Regions from separate parts of the Rattus norvegicus genome. Here regions 2 and 3 are each linked to region 1. A link is a contact called in public Hi-C data. All regions are on one chromosome and are shown on one strand. Each heading gives the region's core, a stretch centred on a gene start, on an enhancer-like site or on the middle of the called end of the contact. The rest is flanking DNA. Distances are from core to core; before and after follow the strand shown.

The links. A called contact is a pair of places that touch in the nucleus more often than the background predicts.
Region 2: a contact with region 1 is called in a Hi-C map of liver, with 2.5 times the contacts expected there. The contact joins two enhancer-like sites. A contact is called at or near these places in 2 of 12 Hi-C or Micro-C datasets (hepatocytes and liver).
Region 3: a contact with region 1 is called in a Hi-C map of liver, with 3 times the contacts expected there. The contact joins the promoter of Greb1l here to the enhancer-like site in region 1. A contact is called at or near these places in 5 of 12 Hi-C or Micro-C datasets (Schwann cells, frontal cortex, hepatocytes and 2 more).

The regions. Positions count from the first base shown.
Region 1 is chr18:1,836,884-1,839,583 of GRCr8, reverse strand. It overlaps Greb1l (GREB1 like retinoic acid receptor coactivator), which reads right to left. Exons shown (of 33, transcript XM_039097272.2): 13 at 1-83. Among named protein-coding and RNA genes, the nearest start is that of Hspd1l1, 23 kb to the left of the region's middle. Within about 2 kb of position 1,428, at least 4 of the 93 cell types and tissues checked have an H3K27ac peak or open chromatin away from gene starts, as enhancers often do. A contact at or near this core is called in hepatocytes and liver, where this site is marked.
Region 2 is chr18:1,683,629-1,686,328 of GRCr8, reverse strand. The region is part of intron 1 of Greb1l (GREB1 like retinoic acid receptor coactivator); the gene reads right to left. Among named protein-coding and RNA genes, the nearest start is that of Greb1l, 20 kb to the right of the region's middle. Within about 2 kb of position 1,273, at least 10 of the 93 cell types and tissues checked have an H3K27ac peak or open chromatin away from gene starts, as enhancers often do. A contact at or near this core is called in liver, where this site is marked.
Region 3 is chr18:1,664,214-1,666,913 of GRCr8, reverse strand. It overlaps Greb1l (GREB1 like retinoic acid receptor coactivator), which reads right to left and starts at 1,446. Exons shown (of 33, transcript XM_039097272.2): 1 at 1,256-1,446.

The sequences.
Region 1 (2,700 bases), core at 179-2,678:
GGCTCGCTCTCTCACAGAGAATTCCTGCATAGCCTTCAGCATGATCTGCTCAAATTCTTCCCTGAGAGGTATCTGGTCAGGACCTATATTAATGAGAATTACAGTTAGGACTTAGACAATCTGAGAAGACAAAACACACAGCACCTAGCATCCCACAGTTCTCTAAGCCCACCACACTCCAGCTAGCAGATAAGCACTGTGTCTTACTGGGGTCCCAAGTCACGGCTCATACTAATCACCACTGCGAATTTCCCTTTCACTTCTCTCTGGCCTCAATTTTTAGAGCTCTAGCTCTGTTCCCCTGTACTCTTTCAAGGAGGATTTGCAAGGACACAAGACCCATTCTGTTGCATGCCCTGAGAAACAATCACTTTCAAACCTTGGCATTATGGATTCTGATGATTAATAAATGAGAAAACACACTGGTGTGTAATCAATTTTGGGTTCTATTCATTTCTCATTTTATGCATGGATACTTTCAAAGTATTTTAATGGATTGTCTCCATTTAATTTGGCACTGTCCACAGGGAAATGAGTCATTTTTTCATTTCCATTTCCATGTTTCACATTGCCTAACTCTCCCCAGGCGGAGAATGCTGGGTCATCTCATTCTCTCATGCACTCTGGCTTGTCAAATATGACATTTGGCCTCTTTTCCCAGCCGTAGCTGAGTAAGCTTATACTGATGACCTGTGGCCCCTGGAATTAGAGGGATTTTCTTTTTTATTCTTTTAGAAACTTAACCAATTTTTACAACAAAATCAGCAAGCATCCAATTGGCACAAATTAACTAAGATTCTACCTTTAGTTTAAACTAAAACCTAGGGGATATATTGACTTGCCCCCACCCAAAGCAGGATGGGGTGGGGAGGGGGATCAGAGACTTGAAACTCAAGGGCTCCTGTTAGCAGGAACAGACTCTTTAGTATCTGTGATCTGAGGCTAAGCACTGGCTTTAGAACTCTAGATACAGCACAAACATAAGGCTACGATCTGTCTGGAAGGAGGGAACACAGAGAGTCAGAAACCATTCCTCGCTCTGATGCAGTTAAGTGGTCTCCTGGCCCTGCTTAAAGACAAGTGGGATTATACAAAATATACCACAGTCTAAAAATAAGTAATTTACATTGGAGAAGCAACTTTTCCAGAACTAGTTGAGGGTCAGGAAAAGAAAATGGGAACCTCGAAGAGAGGTGCTTGTTTTCTATACATAGAAACAAGAAGAAAACAGTAATGCTTACAGTACATTTGCTTCTGGAGTTAGAGCATAGCCTGGTACTATCATGAGTGAGGCGGGCTCTGGGTTTGATCCCTAGGTCTCCACACACCTAGCCTAAAATGTTGGTTTCTTGTGTCCTTCTTGACCCTGCCTCATGCTAGGTGGAAGTGAACTGTGGGACTTTTGGCTTTAAAGATCAGCTGGGAGTCATTCAACTCTGATTTCCATTAACCTTTAACAAACTAGAATCATGGTGCGCAGCCATGGCATTCATACTGTGTAGTGAATTCAGAATGGCTGAATTTGAACTAAAATCTGAAGGAAGGTGGTCCTTTCTATAGCCCTCTTCCACCAGAGCACATGACAAACGAAAAGCAGGCCTGGCCTCCTTTCCCTAGTGTCATCCATTCAAAACCTGAAAGGCTCAGAGGCCCATTTTATAGATGCACGAGGGCTAAGGCAGATCAGGAGCCAGCGACACATTCTCTTGGGATACACAATGAATCCGTGCAAAGGCACCCGGGAGAAAATAAAGTGGTATAACTTGTTTCCAGCATCCTTTGTTATCTTAAAATTCATTTGTAAAGTTTTGATTGAATAACTGTTAGGAAAAAATGAGGGGGATCCACTTCAGATGAAAGATGATCTCTCACAGCAATATATGCGTCCCCTTCTCTGTTTCTACTACTTTCCATCCTGGCTGGATTCTAGGAGCCTTTTCTCCACCTCTTCCGAGCTCAATAATGGTAATTTTCCCTTTGAGAGTTATACCCCAGAGCATCGGCTCTGATGGCTTCTTAGATGGAGCCACCATAAGAGGAAGAAATGTTTCCGACAGCCCGGAGGCCCATCTGAATGTGCTGATTCCATTATGTACTTCAAAGGGCTTTTTAACTTGTGAAATAACACAAAAAAATTTAAGTGACTGTTACAGGAAGGCTCTTTCTTTCTGAAGAATCTTGCTTTTCTTTCCCCCTGTTAGTTCTTGGGGATACAAAGTATTAAGGCGGTCATTTTAGAAGTTTGGATATTTTTTAATGTCTATAATCTATGCATGTGTGAAAATATTTTTCTGCCTCTTAAACTTTTAGGGATAGGATACATTTTTTTTTCAAGAACACCAGAATTTGTTGGAGGACAGAGGAGTATAAACCTAGGTGAAAGGAAGGAAGGGAGGGAAGGAGGAAGGGAGGGAAGGAGGAAGAGAGGGAAGGAGGAAGGGAGGGAAGGAGGAAGGGAGGGAGGAAGGACAGGTATTTATGCTAAATACCAGCAGAACTAATAACTGGAAGTAAAATTATGGAGAGAATTGATCCTAAAGAGAAAAAAAGAATCTTGTTTAATTAAATCAGAATTCTCTAAGAGGCTTTAATAACTGGAAGGAAGATGTTATATTTTTGTCTTATGGTTTATTTAACTCACTAGGACCATGGTTTCTCTGAGGATGTGATCAGACTGCTTCGCTTGACTAGAAGTGCTGC
Region 2 (2,700 bases), core at 24-2,523, 150 kb after region 1:
TACCTGACCACAGATCTAGTTAACAAGAGCTTAATGACAAAGAGTAGCTGAGTGGGGCCTTAAGGATCATACAGTTCAGACAGGCAGGGAGGAGAGAAGATTCCAGGCTCGGATACAGAAACAAAAGAGGCCTTCTGACATACTTGACCACTTCCCTTCCAGACTCATGGCTTCTGCCCCACTAGCTAGATGTTCCCTTTCTCATTTTAAGCCAGATCTTATCTCTATGAATATATGGTGGGATTTTTTTCAGTTGGGACCAAATTAGTGATGTGATTCAATCAGAACCAAAACTGCAATGTGTCAATATTCTCCTTGTTACCATAGGGACTGGATGAAGATGTTCGATAAATCTGTAGAAAACCCATGTTATCTGTCAATGGGTCAACATCTGGACAATGCAGTCACATGACACACATCCCTGGGGTCTCAAATCTAAAGCCAACACAAAGGACACCTTGGCTGCAGAAAATCAATCTTTCTCTTATGCCACGGGTAATGTGGTACACCCCATTTGGACTGTAAAAATAACAGCATTTTCAAGGAGATGCAAGTTCATCCATTAGGGAACACATCTGTAAAAGCAAATGTTGTAGTTTTGAAAACTACATTCGGTATGACATACCTCTTAAATTTCCAATTTACAGTTTAGAAAGCAAGCACATCACTTTTTTTTTTTTACATCATTTGGTTTTTCATTCAAGAGGAATGATTTTTAAAGACTTTTCTACAACCCTTTTTCTCTTAGATTGGGTCTTTACAGATTACATGAACGTTACTGAATCACTTTACAGGTTGGGGATTTCACATATGTATCCTCCTATACTTGAGGATCTCATCCTAAATTTTAACACATGTTGTGAAGCTAAGTGTTTTAAGACATAAAAACAAAACAAAACACACAAATGCAAAGTCCCTGTCTTTCTAGCATTTGAGGTAATTGATTCAGACATTTTATTCCTGTTATTTTCTCTTTTTACTTCCTCTCAAAAGGAGATAATCTGAATTGCTCTAATCTGAAAAACAACAATAAGTGTAGCAAATACTTGACAATGAAGATGAAAAGCCTCCAAAAATCTGTTACCTTAGCAACAGCAAGAATGTGGAAGAATAAGAATACACTGTTAGGGCATCATTTCAGACTCCACAGATTTGAGGCCACAGTCAGCTTTCATTAGCTTTTTGTTTTTCCCAGCAGGTCCTTGGACTTTGAAACAAAACCTGAATGACAGCTATGAGCAATTCCAGCCTGGCTCCTGATTAGCTATGCCAAACAAAACATCTCTCTGCAGTGTAAACTTTCCAGGCATCAGCAGCAGAGCCTCTGGAGAGACTATAACTCCTCAGTGAGACTTGAAGGAGAGTTAGAGGTTGGGGGTGAAGGATAGCCAGGAGGGGGATGGGTGAACAGGATGAGACCTTCCCCTCCACCACAAACTAGTTCCCCAAATTAAAGCAGGAGCAAAGTGACTAGCAACTGTGGCCATGCTGCTATGGCTTCTAATTCTAACTTACTCTACTTAACTCACTCTCTAATACTGAATATTTTATTCCGATTAACATTCACAAATCCACAGCATCTGTGCTTCCAAACCTCTAATGTGTTAAACCAGCAAGCAATTCTGGGGCCTTCTTCAGATCAGAAGGAGCAATAATCAATTAAAGATACTCCAAAGAAGAAGGGGAAACAACATGCAAACAGACAATACCTTACTTGGACAAAAACAACCTTGTGCTGTTTCTTCTCTTTCACTTTTGCTAGACGTGGACCTAAAATCAACTGCAGTAAAGGACACTGAACTGTTGCAAGGGAGTTCCACTTGCTACACAGTTGGATCCCAGAGGGAACCAGCTCCTCTTCAGACCTTGTAATACGTAAAAAGTACCTTTACCCACGCAAAAGAACTAGAAACTAGATTTCCAGGAAGCCAACTCTAACCAGACGCTTGGGTTTTAAAGTCACCAGTAGTGTCAGGAAGAATTGCGCTAACTGTGCACTGGAGTGGTAAGAGACAATGCAGCTTCCAGGAGATGCGAGGTGAAAAAATCAGTTGACTGAATCTACCAGCCATCCTGCCACTTCAAGAGGGGGGGAAATCACTTTTTTTTTAAATTTTGTGGTCACACAACAAGAGGTAAGCTCTTGTCTTCTGCAAAGTGGCACTTAGCTAGATTCTGATCTCTGCTACATAGGAGATGGCCTACAGAAACTGCTGGCTGGCTTACTTGGAATGCTAGGCAAGGAAAACTCCCTCCTTCTAGTCAATAACCACCTCTTTAAGAGACAGTTATGATGACTTAAGAGGAGGACAGCTCCAAGCGCCTAAAATCTGACTTGCAGACACAAGACAATGAATGTCACAAAGAACTAACTACATAGCCTGCCTGAAAGCCTCACCTAGGGTTCATCCATCTCTTTAAAGCACCACATGGAAAGCTCAAGGCCAGACAGAAGATTTGATTAGAAAGACGTTAAAAAAAAACAGTCAGAGACATAGCAATTTGAAAACTAGACATGGGGAAAATTTCAATTTCTTAAAACAAACTAGAAAGCTTCATTCCCAATTATTTTACTCAATGTGTCTTTTGAAACCACCTTTCTATGAATCTATACAAAACTCTTGGAACATTGTCGCAATTGGATGAAGACAGGATGAGGACCTCAGAACAATAGAAAGGCCCTAATATGAGCCCCTGCTT
Region 3 (2,700 bases), core at 197-2,696, 170 kb after region 1:
CTTTCATGTTGCTTGAAATTGTTACTGAATTTCTGCCACGTCTCTCTATTTATTAAGGTTTACATTTCCTTCTCAAAATACATACTTATATGCATGTAATTTTATTACTAAATCAACGAAACAAACTATTCTAAAGTTTTCTCTTTTTAAGTGAGTTTTTCTTATTGCCATTCCACTAGTTTTCAGAAAGAAAAAGAATCAAAACAATAACTAAACTCAAGGCAGAATTTCCGATCAGAATAGGACAGAGGTGCGAGTGGTTTTTAAGAGGAAAAATCGGGTAAACCCTTTTGAACTGCTTATATCTACAAGGCTGTTTTAAAATGGGATTTGAGGACGGTTTCTCAAGAGAGGCAGAGTGTAGAATCTCACGGTTTCAAAAGTAGAAATCAAAATTTTTTTTTATTTAGTCAGGGACACGGGTCCGGGATGGAGTTTATAGAAGAAAAAGGAACACAGCTCAGTTCTTAGCTTTCTGGCGCAAAAATCCTCTCCGTCCTGCATGTTTTTAAGGCTTGGTTTCAATGAGAAACTCCATGCAGTGAACAGATAATCTCCTTTTAATGAGGCTCAGAAGAAGGACTTCAGGAATCAGGGACTTTAACCAACCGCTAACCTTCACCCCGCCTGGCCAGGGCACTCCTCACCTCACCGTATATTTTCACGGTCAGCTGTCAACACAACCCTTTGTGTCCCATTCAGAATAAGAGCAGATAGGAACCGCTCTCAGAGAAATGGAAATGTTGACCGGAAGACGCGCGTGTGACGAAGTGACATTTGGCGTGGACCCCAGCGAATGCCTGACCACATCTGGCTACTCTCAACTTTCCCAAGCCAGGCTCTACCCATCCTCTGCTCCGAAACCTCCGCGTCCCACTTCTTGCTGTCCGTCCGGCGCTCGGGGACCGCTAGCCATGCCCTCGTGCTCGGGGAGCGGCCAGGACGCGCCCCCTCGCCGCAACTCCTTCACCCCCGCACCGCATCAGCCACCTCCCTCCCGCCACAAAGGCAGCAACGGAGACCGGGTGACAGGCCTGTGGCCGCAGACGGCGAAAGGGGGTAGCCAGGGACGGGGACCAGGATGGGGTTTGTTTCCCGCTGGTACAGGCGCCTGCCCGGCCGCACGAGTCAGTTCCTCCAGAAGAAAGTCCGCGGCCCTGTGCAGGCAAGGTGTCCAGCCCACCAGAGGACAGGCCCTGCCCGCCACTGAGTCCCCTCGCCTCCCGGCCCCCGTGAGTCCCCACAAGTAGCTCACCTGGCCCCGGCGGGAGCGAGGGCAGAGGGCCAGGGTGGTCTCCACAGCCCCGGGCGGCTTCGTGCTGCGCTCTGCTTAGAGGGGCTAGCGCCGCCGGTGGCTGGCGTCTCTGAGGCAGGGCGCGGGCTGCGCGCTCAGTTCCCGGGGGCGGAGCGAGGCGCCACCGCGGCCGGAGGCGGATTCCTCAGGTGCTGCCCCTCCTGCTCGCCCCCCTCCTCTCTGTTCCCTCCTGGCCTGAGCACCCTGGTGGCTTTTTGGACTCCCTCGCCTTCAATCCCTAGAGTATCGGGGAGCACACGGTGCCCAATGAACGCCCACGTGCTGCGGAGTCCTACATGTAGCCTTCACGTTTGGGTTTGAGAACTCTGGCGCGGATGATGTGTGTGGCCACTCTGGGATGGGGAGGTGGCAGTGCGCTGGGGGTCTTCTGGGAAGAAGGATTGCCCCCTAGTGCTGCTGAAGAGCGTGGTCAAGAAGTACAATTATTTTCTCTCCGGACCCTACTACATTCCGAATGCTCTCAAGTCACTGTGTGACTTCTTTGTCACTGTATCTAGGGACAAAGTTCCATTGCCTGGGCAATAGTCAGTCAAGAGCCTTCTGCATAAACCGGGGTTGTAGGGCGCAGACAAAACCAAACCCACCCTGGAGCTCCAAGCCTGAGCAGATTTCTGCACCTCTCTGATGAAGCTCCAAGGCAGTGGCCCTATTCTCCTGGACTCCCAAGGTAGCCCTGGCTCCTGCAGAGCCTCCCGTAGACCAACGTTTCCCCAAGACCAGCTACTTCCAGCTGGCTCTGGTCCTTAATGGTTGCTACTGGGACAAAAGTTCTGGAGGGATGCTGTGGCTAGATAGTGACAAACGGGGCTCCAATTTTCAGTTGATGGCCTCTGGTATTCAAAGCTGCAGCTCCTGTTCTTGAACTGAAACTGCTGCCAGAGACATCAGTGACCGTAGCTTCCAGTAGAAGCAACTTCATGCTAGACGCAAAGCACAGAAAAGTTGAGACATGTTTAATCCCTTTGAGATACTGCGGACCCAGCTGCTGGTCAGTTGACATTGTTGTCAAGCATTGTGGTACTTTCTTAATCATAGTCGAAAGAATGTTAATTAAACTCTATCACATATGATCTCTAAGTAAGTATTTTCATTCCTCTTGCTTTTTAATTTTTTTAATTAAATCTCCCACTCCTTCCTTTTCCCATACACACCCTTGCTCTGTCTAAAATTTATGGCCTCCTTTTTTAACTTTTGTTACATACATACATACATGCATACATACATACAAATGTTCGTACAGACATTTGTATGTACATAGTCTTCCTCAGTCTGTTTAATGTTTCTTGTACATATATGATCTCAGAGCTGACCCTCGATATTAAAGGTAAACTTATTACCAACACTTTAATAAACCAGCATAATTTCTAAATATATTTGACTTGCTT